2 separate regions of the Mus musculus genome follow, and region 1 is linked to region 2. A link is a contact called in public HiChIP or PLAC-seq data. All regions are on one chromosome and are shown on one strand. Each heading gives the region's core, a stretch centred on a gene start, on an enhancer-like site or on the middle of the called end of the contact. The rest is flanking DNA. Distances are from core to core; before and after follow the strand shown. Region 1 has its middle 46 kb from the start of Slc22a16. Region 2 has its middle 21 kb from the start of Cdk19.

Region 1 (6,963 bases), core at 2,343-4,842, 200 kb after region 2:
GATACAAGTATACAGAGAGCTAGAAGAGTCCACCTTCTCTTCCAGCCTTTAGCTCTCTTATTGGCTTGATGATTGCCGCTTGGGGGCCCTGAGTACAGTCGGGTTCTGTGGGTAGTCTGTCCCTTGTGCTTATGTCCTGTCACTACTTTATGAGAACAGTTCTCTGGCTCCTGAAGCCACAGGCAGCTACGATCCCTCAGCCTTTGCGTTTATCTCAGTCATAGCCACACACGGCTCCATTTGTTTGCCGGATTCTTGGGTTATCCCACACTCTCCCACCTTACGGAAAGCATAGCTTAAGATCTCTTTTCTCCTGTGGCCTCAGCTCCATGCCATGCTTGCTCTGGGTCTCCTGCTCTTAGCTCTCTTGGCAGCTGGGGGCACGCACTATCCGACCGGAGACAACAGAGTCCAGCAAAGAATGAGTGATGTTCAGTGAAGGTTTACATATGATAGAATGTGGAGATTAAAAAGAAAACAACAACAACAACAAACAACAACAACATGGAGCTAAAGGTTTCCAGAGGCAGGCAGTTCAGCTTAATAAATAGCTCCTGCCAAGGGGAGTCTGGGAGACATAGGCAGGGGGAACATTGAATGGAGACCGTGGGACTGGGGAAGCAAGGTTGTTAAAGATGGAGACTATTTGCTTGAGTCTCTCATGTTGTAACCTGTGACTAATGCATTAGTCAGGCCGAGCACGTGGAAACTACACAATATGGCTTAGAAAAACATCTCAGTTCTCAAGAATAGCCTCCGAGCCAGACAATGCTGGAAGTAATTGAGAGTGAGGCGCGCATTGTGATTACTGCTCTCTGACATTGTAAACCACCAATCACTCAGCTGCTTCCTGAATTCCCAGCGTCGGGAGCACGGAAGCCCGTCTTTGTCAGTCAACTCGGGAAATGCTAACCTCCTATTAAATCTGTTTTTCACAGAGAAGGATCCCTGGAGTAAACGCCAAAGGAAGCTTAAGCTTCGCACTACCTTAGAGCGCTCATTTTCTTGTCCATACATAATGTTTATTTCAAAATTTTCATTGTCTCCCACTCTTTCTTAAAAGGGGTTGGAAGCGGTGCAAGGCCCGTTTCTCTCTTCTCACGCTGTCGCTCTCCTTACACAGGATGCTGGGCTCTGAAGCAGTGCCTGGTGGCAGTCCAATTGTTTTCTTTGTAGGAGATCTATCTTGTTTTTCTTATCTCCTTTAAAATCTTCCCTTTGAGTTTGGCAACTTTGCATTTTAAATGATGAGTCTGGCTGTTGTACAGGTTCATGGTGCAATGTCGGTCGGCCGAGTTTCTGGTGTGCGTGGAGCTGCGGCCTACATCAGCTCTGGAAACTCATTTAATGTTTTATTCGTCCAAATCTCTCCTTTTCTCTGATATCACTCCCCTTCCCTGGAGACTAGGTTGGTATTAAGAAGAGCCTCCCATCACGCTCCTGGGTCCGAGCCTCCCATCATGCTCCAGGAGCCTCGCTTCCCATCATGGTCCAGGTCTTAACCCTTTTTTCATATTTTCTATCTTTTCATCTCTTTATGTCATATCGTGGGTAATTTTCAGATACAGCTAATTATTTTTCAACTCTCTTTTTCTCTCTCTGCTATTTAGTGTTCTTTGATTCAAAAGATTTTGCATGGTCCATGGAAGACTGGAGGCTGAGAATCCAGAAAATTCTACAAGTTTCTTCTACTTTCTATATTTCTTCAGAATGCAGAAGGCTAGTTTGTTCCTCCTTAAAGGTTTAAGGGGGAAATGCAAGCTCTCCCGCCTTTCCGGAGGCCCAGGTCTCTGTGCAGACCGCCTTCCACCTCACTGACTCCCTCCCAGATTTCTTCTCACTGTACGTTTCTTGGACTTCAGAAAGTTTTTCTGCTCTCTGGGAGCCCAGCTGTGCACTAAAACTACCTTGTGTGTCAGGGCATCTTGCATGGTGGCAGGACAGCCTTCAGGGACTTGACTCTGGCATAACAGTGGGAGGGAAGGCTGTGTACACAGAATGTCGGGGACATATAGACACAGTGGCAAGATACACATCAGCCAGTGTCATGCTCCTCTCATCAAATATTTGAGAAGAAAACAATTATACGGGAAATAGAGAACCATTCAGATCTTGCTCTCTCTCTTGTTAACAACGTTTATGTATGTAACTCAAAAAGATTCCAGGAAAGAGAGATTTCTTACAGTGTAAGACCTCTACAAAGGACAGAGAGGTATTTGGGGGGCGCAAAGAGCAGTAACGGAGAAGCAAGGGAGAACTAAGGGGTCATCCCCAAGTCTGTTTACAGAGAGATCCGTCTCACTGTTTACCCCTCTGCCTTTATAATTGTAAGACTTAGCTAGTAATTTTTATATGAATATCCTGGTTGGAAACCTCTATAATTTCCTTGTTTACTAGAGGAGGAGCGTTCATTAGAGCCCAGGTCCTGTAGGACAGCTTTTCCCATGGACTAAGGGGCTGAAGTCAAACATGATCTTGAAGAGCTGTCTTCCGCTTGGGTGGGCCAGTGTCCTGTCTTCCTGATGCTCGAAGATGTGGAAGCCTTGCTGTCCTTAACACAGACTTGCCCACCTCCCCCTTTGTGCGGTGAAGCTGCCGGCTGCGGCCTCTGTCTGGACCTTCGTGGTTGATGGAAGTTTGCTGTTGTCTATAATCTTCAAAATAAAACTTTGGACCAGGCCCTAATTCTGGGTTGGAAATTAGTAGAAGAAAATCTGGGCTCTGAACAAAAACCACATTTGAAAGAATATCTCCCCCTCCCCCCTTCCATTGGCTCTAAAAGCAGAGGCTGAGAACAGCTGTCCACTGTTTATTCAGGAATTTTTTTTAAACTCTAATTTCTAAACAATAGCTGTTTTCTTCTCCACTTAGAATGGTGTATTTTCTTCTTGGACCATTTAAGTCCTTAGTCCATGTGGCCATGAGGGTCTGTGACTTCTCTCTATGTCTAGGAGGAAACAAAAGACACCCCCCATCCCCCACCCCCCATGGCAATACTCCTGTGTTAGTCTCACAGATGTGTACCATCGAGTTCACTCAGTTTTGGGTCTTAAGGTCAAACTCTGATTGCTCCCTCCGAATGCCTACTTGATTTTGGCTTTAGGGATGAACCCTGCTGAACACCTTTTGGACCAACTCAACACAGGCTGACTTTGGGACACTTCACAGGAAGTTCCTGTAGGCCCAGAATCATGTGAGCACAGGCTTTGACTACCCACACTACCCTCTCTCTCCACCAGAGCTGTCCACCTCATTTTTTGAGACAGAATCTCCCTCACTGTCTTGAAACTTATGAAGTAGGTTAGGTTGGCTGGCCAGTGATCCCCAGGAATCTGCCTGTTTTGGATCCCCATTTTTACAGGAGTTCTGAGGATTGACCTCGGGGCCTCATACTTGGGTGGCAAGCATTTTACCAGCTGAGGCATCTCCTCAGTTTTCCAACTATATAAAATTTGAGAGGTACAAACATTCAGATCCCAGGAACAGGGTGGCCACCATTTGATGCTGAAGTTAGATTGTGCACATAACTGCTCTTGCATGAGGTGTTGAGCAACGGGTTCATCTGGACACACATATATTCCCCACTTGTGCTATCCACACAGCCCGAGGAGAGGAACGTAAGCCAGAGACTGGTTGCACAACAGCCACCAGCTTTTCAGCTGAATGAGTTACGAATAATAGCGCTTTCAGCTTCCATCCCCGATAGATCTGCCCCGGGGAATATGATGGAACTGAGAAAATGTTTATGAGCTAGTAAATTTTTTCTACTAATTTGCAAGGCTATAATAAACCCATGAACTTGATGGCCTGTAGCAAGCATACCAAGAATTAGGAATGGAGAACAATTTAGAGCCATAAAGCCTCTTCAGGACCTATAGGAAATGATTCCCAGAAAAGCTGATGAATTTTTAGCATTTTTAAACAGAGAATTAAGCCGCTAATTTAACCAGCTGTCGGCTAAGAACAACATTTTCCCAAATGATTTTGCGATTTTCGTTTCTCTTGCTTTAGAGAATACAATTAATTCATGTATGTAGGAAATAAAAAAATTAAGTTTAAACAATGACTGGAATACAGTGTCTCTTAAGATGTAATACAAACTTCTTCCCTTTTAAGAAGAACATTATATGCAGCCTTATTCTGCCCCCTTGTGGAAGAAAGTGTTACTACACGCAGAGGACACTGGTGCGTTTTAATTTAATAATAATCAGACACAGAAATCTTATTTAGTGTATTTTCACCCCTGTGTGAAGCAGCCACACTCTCGACAGAATAGGAAGGAAAGTCTTAAAGTATCTCAAGATTTATCTTGTTCGTATATGAAAATTAATAATGACGACGACGACGATGATGATAATAATAAAAATAGTGGTGGCACATGCCTTTAATCCCAGCACTTGGGAGGCAGAGGCAGGAGCATTTCTGAGTTCAAGGCCAGTCTGGTCTACAGAGAGAATTCCAGGATAGTCAGAGCTACACAGAGAAACCCTGTCTTGAAAAACAAAAACAAACAAACAGAGAGACATCCTGCAGGTGATCTGTAAAGAGCCCATTGTCAGAGTATGTATGCCTGGCTGTAGCCATCCTTATGACAGTCAGCAAGAATCCTGGTGTTTCGATATATGCAAATAAATAGCTGTCACAGGGACCTCCTCGTTTCTGTTTCATGTTGAGCGTACCCACTTAGAGCACAGCACTGCTAGTTACTATCATCTATAAATAACAGCAATCTTTAATCATTTTGTGAACCTGGCCGTTTCCTCACTTTATCTGATTTAATTATCTCTGAGCCCTGAGGTTATGTACGAGAGAGGGAGTAGGAAGTATTTCATCTTAGCTGCTGTTCACCTAACCAGCAAGTGAGAGCTGGGATCTGAGAGCTGGGATCTCCCAGGCCCATCAGGCTGTGGATTTCCCGTTGCACAACCCGGCTACACCCAACTTCAGGAACTAACTGTGTGCGAGATGCTGCTGCTGACCCATAGTGTGCTCCTTCCCCCTTCTGTCAGAAGCCAGGGCAAGAGAGGAACTAAAGCCATGCACAGGAAAGAATGGAGCAGACAGGGAGCCCAAGGAACATCCACAGAGAAAAGATTTTATGCAAACAGATGGTCTGCGTGATCCTGTATCCATCTTCCCCATTCAGAAAAGCCTCCTATCTGCTCTCCTTAGAGATCCCTGGGAATCTGTTTCCAGGGCCTTCACAGACCCTCAAGTTCTTTGTATTCTCGTAAGCACTTTGGTCTGCCTCCAGGTTGTTTGTAATACAGGATACAGGGTAAATGGGAGGGTCCAGGCAGCACCACTCCAGGAAAAGTGACAAGAAGCCAAATACAGTCAGAGGCAGGGTTTCCTCCTCCGTAGGTTTTCATTCTACCGTGGGGTCCATGTACAGACAGGGCAGGGTAACTGTGCTTCTCTTCATCGTTACATTACTGCTTTTTGGCTTCGACTGTGGGCAAGATCTGTGGCTTGCTGCTAGGCAGAATGCTGTACAGCGGATGGCTGCACCGGTGATTACATGACTGTTACATAAGAAACTGTGCCCATCTAGCTGGAGAATCTGGCTTTGTGGCATCAAGAGATCACATGTCTAGGAGCTTGATGGCAGCCATTGAGACTCCAAGCAGAGGAGCCTGGCCCATGGGAATCGGGAGATAATAAATGTGGGCTGTGTCAAGGCACAAGGCACTGATTATAACATTATCGCTCAGAAATTAACAGGCAGAGCAGTTATCTTTAAATTTTTTAGATTTGGGACTGCTGAGATGGCTCAGTAGAGGCGATTTCCCTGGTGACCTGAGTTCCATCCCCAGGACCCAAGGAGAGAACGGATTCTGCCCAATTGTCCTTTGACACACCCTCCCGTCACACACACCAATAATTATACATTTTTAAAAGTTACAGACTTATAAAATCTGACTCTTGTGTTTAAGTCACTGGCTGCTTTCTAGTTAATCTTTACAGACAATGTGAGGATGGGAGGCAAGATTCTCTCTTCCTCCTCCTCTTCCTCCTTCTCTTTTGAAACAGTGAATCTCTATGTAGTCCTGTCCAGTCACTCCAATCCGGCCCCCAAAAGTTCCGGACTACTCTTGGTGCAGATCTATCACAGCTTTCTTTTGCCCTGTGGTCCCTAGCTGAAAGCCATCAGTGACTTCCCACCTTTAGCTTCCTCAGTCCTGAGTCACTTGTCCCCAGGACTGGCAATTTCCTGGGACACACACCACACTCTGAGAGGTCAGAGGAAGATCCTGTTTAGACTAGGTGAGAGGTGAGCCATCATTCTTTGTGGGTAACAGCGCCTCTCTGTAAGTGTGCCATGGTCTTCCCAGGGAGTTCTGGTCTCTCTAAAAAAAATGTAAGGTTTGGCTGCACACTTCAGTCTGAATGTTACAACTTCAGGTAATTTCAGGTAGACTTTCCAGTTACTCTTTAGAAAGTGATGCCGGGGAAGGTAGTCCACAACACTGCTAGTACAGCGAGTACAAATATTGCTACCATCTTCTTCCCAGGACAGCTGAGTTCTAGATTCTTCTGAAGGCTACAGAAGTCTATCTGCAGTGCAGTCGCAGGACACAGGACTGCCTTGTCCTGAGTGGCAGGGAAAATCGAGGAATGTTGAGGGACAAGGACCCTGCCCCCTCAGCAACATTTTCTGAGTACCTTCTGTATGTGGGTGTGGTTTCTATGAGTTCAGAACCCACTTCCGGTGGGGGCTTCCAGGCTGCAGAAGAAAAGCGGGACATCGGACATGGTATTGCCCTGGGGCAGCTTTGTGCAGAAGGTTGCTATGAACACAGGAAGTGCTGCTGACACACAGTTGCCCTTGCAGAGAGGACTGAAGGCACACGTGAGCAGGCGACCAGCACATTCTTTCAGAGTTAATAAAGTGGCTAGAAAAAACGAGGTCTCCCACATTTTGTATTTCTGTAAAGAAAAAAGGTGATAGTGTGGATCATT
Region 2 (7,044 bases), core at 2,140-4,639:
GGTTAAAAGCCCACTCATCTACGGATGAGAAAATCATTTGATCACCTCAGTTAAGCGCTGCCTTATTTAACTTAATTAATAGGGGGGAGAGAGATTGGAGACGTACTATTGAAAGGGCAAGCCCTTCACTGCCTCCCACCCAAATAAAAAAGCCAATTGGCTTTGTACTACAGAGCCGGCCGAACCCCTTCTCCCTGTTTCCCACCTATCATCCAAAAATGCGGAGGTCAACTAGAAAGTTACCTACCAAGTACTAATTAGCATCTTAAAGTCAGAGCCTGCAGCTCCAGGCCTTTCAGTTAGTTGTTTACTAAGAAAGGACAGTCTTAAGCCAGATACAGTTTACCATAAGAAAAGTTAAAGAATCCCAGTGAAGCAGGTTTTTTCTTTAGCCCTAGATTCCAGGCAGAACTATTGAGCATAGATAATTTCCCCGCCCCCCTCAGGCCAGTTTTTTCTTTTTTTTTTTTAAGTTTTGTTAATAAAAGGGAGGAAATGTAGTCTCCCCTCCCCCAGCCTGAAACCTGCTTGCTCAGGGGTGGAGCTTCCCGCTCATTTGCTCTGCCACGCCCACTGCTAGAACCTGGGGAGCCACACACGTGCACCTTTCTACTGGACCAGAGATTATTCGGCGGGAATCGGGTCCCCTCCCCCTTCCTTTATAACTAGTGTCCCAACAATAAAATTTGTGCTTTGATCAGAATGAATTTGTCTTGGCTCCGTTTCTTCTTTCGCCCCGTCTAGATTCCTCTCTTACAGCTCGAGTAGCCTTCTCAGTCAAACCGTTCATGTTGCGAGCTGCTGGCGGCCGCAACACTTTACTAACGCAGCTACCTCCCACCACCTTCCCCAAAGTTTTATACTTGATTTTTAGATATACATTGTGCAGGACAGTTTTATGTCAACTTGACACAATATAGTCATCAAAGAGGAGGGATCTGGCCTCAATTAAGAAAATGCCTCCAGGGCTGGCAAGATGGCTCAGCGGGTAAGACAATTGACTACTCTTCCAAAGGTCCTGTGTTCAAATCCCAGCAACCACATGGTGGCTCACAACCACCTATAATGAGATCTGACACCCTCTTCTGGTGCTTCTGATGTCAGCTACAGTGTACTTTTGTGTAATAATAAATCTTTGGGCCAGAACAAGCAGGGACTGAGTGAGTGAGGTTGACGGGAAACGGCAGAGGTCCTAAAGTTTCAATTCCCAACAACCACATGAAGGCTCACAACCATCTGTACAGCTACAGTGTACTCACATACATAAAATAAATAAACAAATCTAAAAAAAGTGTTTCCATAAGATCAGGCTGAAGGCAAGCCTGCAGGGCATTAATTAGTGATTGATGTTAGAGAGCCCAGCCCCTTGTGGAAGGAGCCATCCTTGGGCTTGTGATCCTGGGTTCTATAAGAAAGTAGGTTGAGGGGTTGGTGAGATGGCTCAGTGGTTAAGAGCACTGACTGCTCTTCTGAAGGTCCTGAGTTCAAATCCCAGCAACCACATGGTGGCTCACAACCATTCGTAATGAGATCTGACGCCCTCTTCTGGGGTGTTTGAAGACAGCTACAGTGTACTTACATATAATAATAAATAAGTATTTAAAAGAAAGAAAGAAAGAAGGAAAGAAAGAAAGAAGGAAAGAAAGAAAGAAAGAAAGAAAGAAAGAAAGAAAGAAACAAAGAAAGAAACAAAGAAAGAAAGCAAGCAAGCAGGTTGAAGAGCTGGCCCTGCCCCTCACTGGCTGCAGTGTTTGGCAGAGGGTCCCCTGCACCTTACCTGGGCGGCACAGTGGAGCTAGCCCTTGTGACCTGAGTGAGGAGAGTTGATCAGAGCTGGGTGGGAAAGGGCAATGCTGGAGAGCTGGCCCTGGTGGTGTGGGTACAGGGCAGCTGGTGGTCTGACCAACTCAGCTACCACCCAGGCCCAGACTCAGTGCTTTGAGTTGGCCCACGTCAACATCTACCCCATCTATGAACTGCTGGAGGGTGTGAAGGGGCTGCAGATCCAAAGCTGCAGGATCTCCATGACACAGAGTGAAAACAGGCTATCTGAGAGGAGACAGGCAGATAGAAAAAACAGACAAGCAGCCATGAGGAACAAGCCAATAAGCCCCCTGGTTTCTTCATCCAGGTTCCTGCCCTGTTTGAGTTCCTTTCCTGACTTTTTCACTGATGCTGAAGTATAAGCTGAATTACCCTCTCCTCCCCAAGTTGCTTTGGTCATGGCATTCCATCCCAGCAATAGCAGCTCCAAGACATACATTTTGAAAAAAATTGGATGATCCACACTTAAGAGTTAACAGTAGTTACTTCTCCCAAATGAGACTGTGTATCCAATCTGAATTTACTTTTTGTATATCATAAATCCCTCTATTCATTGACTAATTTTACAGCGATCTTTTACTACCTTTACTAGGCAGGTGCTGTACTAATGAGGTCCATTTCAGTCCCTTTAATATATTTTATTATAAGATGACTATTTACATATGGTGAACCCACCTGTTTGTTCACTAGGCCATTGTGAAGTCCCTGGTCTGGGTAAGACTGGATATTATCTCAAGTAAACACTCTGCAGACCAGCCCTGAGCTATTCTGGCTCTGTTCTTTGTAATGCCTAATTAGTTTCACAGTCTCTACTAGAAGTAAATTTGAATGTTACTGAATAGGTAACCTCACTGAATTCCTATTGAATTCCAAGTTTGTCAGCTTTAAGGATTTTCTGGGACGTTGGAACACTGGCGAAGGCTTAGCTATGTCAGAATTCAATCTTAAAAGGCACTTATAATAAAATAATACTGAAAGAGAGCACGTGCATCCATACACTAGACTAGCTTGGGGATAGGGTATGAGTATACAGGTTATGAGAACATCAAAGTTCCAGGAGGTGAGTTTCTGTGAAACTCTTTGCCTCATGAGTGCTCCCAGGCCTCTCCGCCTGCCAAGCAAACTTCACTGGAGTGGACGTAGCAACCTGGGAGAATCTGAAGCACTCTAACCACTGAGCTCTCTCTTTACAATCTTCAAATTCAGTTTTTGCTCCTGCCTGTGAACATTCGCCGTGCAGTGCTGAAGCAGTTTCCCAAAGCACAGCCTCTAACCTTAACAACTTTCTCTTAAGCTTTACTGCGATGTGTGTGCTTTTTATCTTATCATAACTTAGTGAGAGCGTTCAGTTATTACTGGGAACTGGCAGTTCCTGTCCAGACACTGAAGCCAGAGAGATAATGTTTGTCCTCATGCCTTGGCCTGGGTTCTGCAGATGAACGGCAGGCTGGTTTCCCACTGTCCAGCCAGTGCTGACTCTAAATAAACCAGCCTCTTTCTGATGAGTCACTGTAGCTGGACCCTGGGCCCAAACTGAGGCCCGGGCAAGGGTTTGCTTACATGGTTGCCAGACCAGTTTCTTAGTATACACACAGAGTCGTGCTTGTCCTCTGAACTCCCTTACAGGTCCTTACCCTGCAACCCTGATCACTGACCACGCCCATGCCCCATCGTCCAATCAGATCTCATTTACAAGGCACAAAGGTAGGCATGCCTGTGTTGCCAGCAGTTAGGACTGGGACAGGAGGATCCTGAGTGTAAGGTCTTGAGCTACGTAATAAATTCACATAAGACTCTGTTTCTAAAGACAAGCAAGCAAGCAAGCAAACAAATGAAAACACACACACACACACATACACACACACACCAAAGACAAACTTGTTCAAAAGCCAACTTGTTATTATTGGAGGTTTTGGGCAAAGTCCTGACTTCAGAAGTTTTCAGAGGCTAGAATCTATCACTTAACCCAACATAAGATGTGTAAGCAGTGGTAAAGTCAGAGAGCAGACGGATGTGACCACACTAGGGAGATCAGCTAAGCCAGTGAGTGTCCCATTCTGTCTTCAAGGCTTTGAGAAAGGAACCGAAGGAAGATGGAGCAAGAGATCCTTTGCAGCCATACTTGTGGTGTGGTCCCACTTAGTCCTGGTTCTGCAAGAGGTTCTGGTGAAGTTATAGTCACCATGTGTGCTGGCTGGTCTCACGTCAGCTTGACACTATCTGAGAGGAGGGAACTTCAATTAAAAAATGCCTCAGGCGCTGGGGAGATGGCTCAATGGTTAACAGCACTGGTTGCTCTTTCAGAGGACCCAAGTTCAATTCCCAGCACCCACATGGTGACTGATATCTGTCTGTAGCTCCAGGATCTGAATCCCTCACACAGACATACAAGCAGACAAAACACCAATGCTCATAAAATAAAGAATTTTTTTTAATTGTCTCTAGAAGATCTGGGTGTAAGGCATTTTCTTAATTACTGATTGATGGGGGAGGGTCCTGCCCATTTTGGTTGGTGTCATCCCTGGACTGGTAGTCCTAGGTTCTATAAGAAAGGCTGAGCAAACCAGTTGAAGCAAGTCAGTAAGCAACACCCCTCCATGGCCTCTGCATCAACTCCTGCCTCCAGTTCCTTCCCTGTTTGAGTTCCTGTCCTGACCTCTTCAGTGAATGAAGAATACTGCTGAAGTGTGAAAAACCCCTTTCCTCTGCAACTAGCATTTTTGTAGTCTTTCATCATAGCAATAGAAATGCTAACTAAGTTACCCCTTAATTTAAAAAACTTTACTAGGACTCCAGGAGTTGTTCAGTGGGAGCACATATGCTTAGCTTAGTGTGAAATTTGGGGTCTAATTCCCCAGTCTCAAACAACAATAACAACAATAACAAAGAATCTTATAACTAAAATGTGCTCATTGTTACTTGTGCCTTCAGTGAGCATAAACTTTCCTTTGGTGGAGGGTCTGGCTTCAGTGTCAAAACTGCTGACTGACAAGGGTAGTACATGCTGAGGGTTTTGGATGGCTGAGACAATTTCTTGAAATAATTAAACCAAGCATAGGAATGAGGCTCAGTGGTTGAGCCCTTGCCTAGCACGGCTAGATTTGATCCCCAGGTATGGAAACTAAACTAACAAATGAGCTGCAGTAAATTTGCCACATCTGAGGCAGAGAGATGGCTCAGTAGTTGAGAAAGTGCATTGCTCTTACAGAGGACTTGAATTCCCAGTGTTCACATCAGGCTGCTAGAAACACCTGTGACTCCTGTAACCACCAGCTTTTCCACAAAACCTCTTTGTTCCCCGAAATAATGACTCAGAGACTTAATATTTCATGAATAGTTGCCTAGGCCAAAAGCTTTGGATTGTTCTCTGACTAGTTCATAACTCAATTATTACATTTATTCTATTCTAAGAGTGCCACGTGGCTGGTTACTGCCCTCAGCTTCACGTGTCCATCTTCATCAGCATTCTGGGCAAATCTCACTTTTCTCTCTTTTCTCTCTCTCTCTGTCTCTCTGTCTCTCTCAGTCACTCTCTGTCTCTCTGTCTCTGTCTCTCTCAGTCTTTCTCCCCTCCCCCCCTACATCTCTCTCCTGGAAGTCCCCCCTTCTATTCCTGCCTCACCTCATTGGCCATAGGCTTTTTAATTGACAGGTGATGCTTCCATACATTGCACAAGAGAGCCACTTTGCAAACTCCAATTCTAGGGGACCTGATGCCCTCTTCTGGGCTCTGGAGGTAACTGCACTCATGTGCACATACTCTGTTCAGACACACAGTCATAAACAGATTCAAAAAGTAAAAATACATCTTTAGAAAGTTTGCCACATCTATTGACCTTTTTTATGGAGAGCTCTTGGAGCCGTTTCTAGAAATTTGGTAGGAATTTGACACTGGGTTAGGGCAAGAAAGTAGGCTTAAGATCTTGATCATCTTGATGAGTCCCTGAGTACTACGGACCTTTATTTATTGCCTTCTTCCCTGACTAATTTTGTTTATTGCTTTGTCCCTTGACCTAGAACTGACCTTATTCTTTGCACTTACTTAAAATGATATAAAAGCAGATTTGCCTCGGCACTGGCTGGAGTCACGTTATAGTGCTGTCTAATTGTCTTTTTCTTATCAATTCTCACACCCTCCCTGAAGACCCCATTGAGTAATTGAGCTGGCTTGGTCACTTTTTTTCTTTAATGAAAGATTTTGTTATAGCATGTGATATTGTACATTTTATTCATAGTAGAGGGTCTTTCAAAATCGGAATCAGGTGGAGTTAAGGTGACTTTATACCTGAAGTCCTGGCATCAGGAGCTGGAGGTAGGATATTGCCACGGAAAATTGGAATCCACCTTCTCAAACTCTGCCACTGTTTTACCAAGTTTGTGTGCATTTGAAGACCTTTGTTGTAATTTCAACAACATCTACTGTTTCTTCGCTGAGAATAAATAGATTACATTTCAAGAAATAGCTTTCTTTGCTCACACACTAGCCTCCAACTTAAGATTCTGCCTATAATTCTGTGACTAGTTTCACCAAACCTATGGTGAAAATTTGAATCCTTCAAGGTCATCTGTGAGGGTTAGAGTTAACTTACTCTAAACTCTGGTTAATACTGATAATCTAACTTCTTTTGAGTCAGACATGTTCTTTACCCTCTAGACTGGTGACTAATTATCAGGTTTTTAGTTTGCTGCGCTCAGACCCTCCGGAGGCATCACCACATCAACAACTGCATTAAGACTTTTTTTTTTTAAATAATAAGACTTAAAAGCTGAAATTACTCCTTAATCCACAGATTTCAGAATGTCTATTATGTTTCTAGGCATGAAAACATTAATCTTGCCATCCATCGCCATCAGAAGTCTTAGGCTACAAGGCCTGTCACCATTATCAACAAATGGTAATATTTTGAAATGAATCTTTTTCTTTGGGCAACAGGTTTCAGTGGGCTTAAGAAATTGAGTAAGGTGTCTTTTGGGGAAAAGAGTGCTATTGTCCAGGCTTAGCGGTTCCATTTAGCAAGTGTAGGCAAAGATGGTTTTGTGTAATTCTTAAAGGCTTTGGGATCTTTGGAGTAAGCACTGATTTCAACTTGAAGTGGCCTGGTGACCCGGGGGTAACTCGCAGACTCAATCCCAGCGTTTGTGAGACTGAGTATATCTGTCTCGATATGACTATACCTCAGACAAGAAGCAAAATCCAGAGAGGCTAACAGGTCAAAGGTG

The links. HiChIP or PLAC-seq counts read pairs in DNA pulled down with a chosen protein or histone mark.
Region 1: an H3K27ac HiChIP or PLAC-seq map of hepatocytes shows a contact between it and region 2, with 6 times the contacts expected there. The contact joins two enhancer-like sites. A contact is called at or near these places in 3 of 15 datasets of contacts at CTCF or cohesin (the NIH/3T3 cell line, large pre-B cells and pro-B cells), 7 of 484 Hi-C or Micro-C datasets (bone marrow-derived macrophages, cochlea, cortical neurons and 2 more), 14 of 115 datasets of contacts at active chromatin or transcription factors (the 230-238 cell line, the HPC-7 cell line, T-cell acute lymphoblastic leukemia and 9 more) and 2 of 9 other capture datasets (embryonic stem cells and embryonic trunk).

What each region holds. Positions count from the first base shown.
Region 1 is chr10:40,521,004-40,527,966 of GRCm38.p6, forward strand. No RefSeq gene overlaps it. Among named protein-coding and RNA genes, the nearest start is that of Slc22a16, 46 kb to the right of the region's middle. Within about 2 kb of position 3,593, at least 83 of the 459 cell types and tissues checked have an H3K27ac peak or open chromatin away from gene starts, as enhancers often do. A contact at or near this core is called in the HPC-7 cell line and hepatocytes, where this site is marked.
Region 2 is chr10:40,324,957-40,332,000 of GRCm38.p6, forward strand. No RefSeq gene overlaps it. Among named protein-coding and RNA genes, the nearest start is that of Cdk19, 21 kb to the right of the region's middle. Within about 2 kb of position 3,390, at least 68 of the 459 cell types and tissues checked have an H3K27ac peak or open chromatin away from gene starts, as enhancers often do. A contact at or near this core is called in the HPC-7 cell line and hepatocytes, where this site is marked.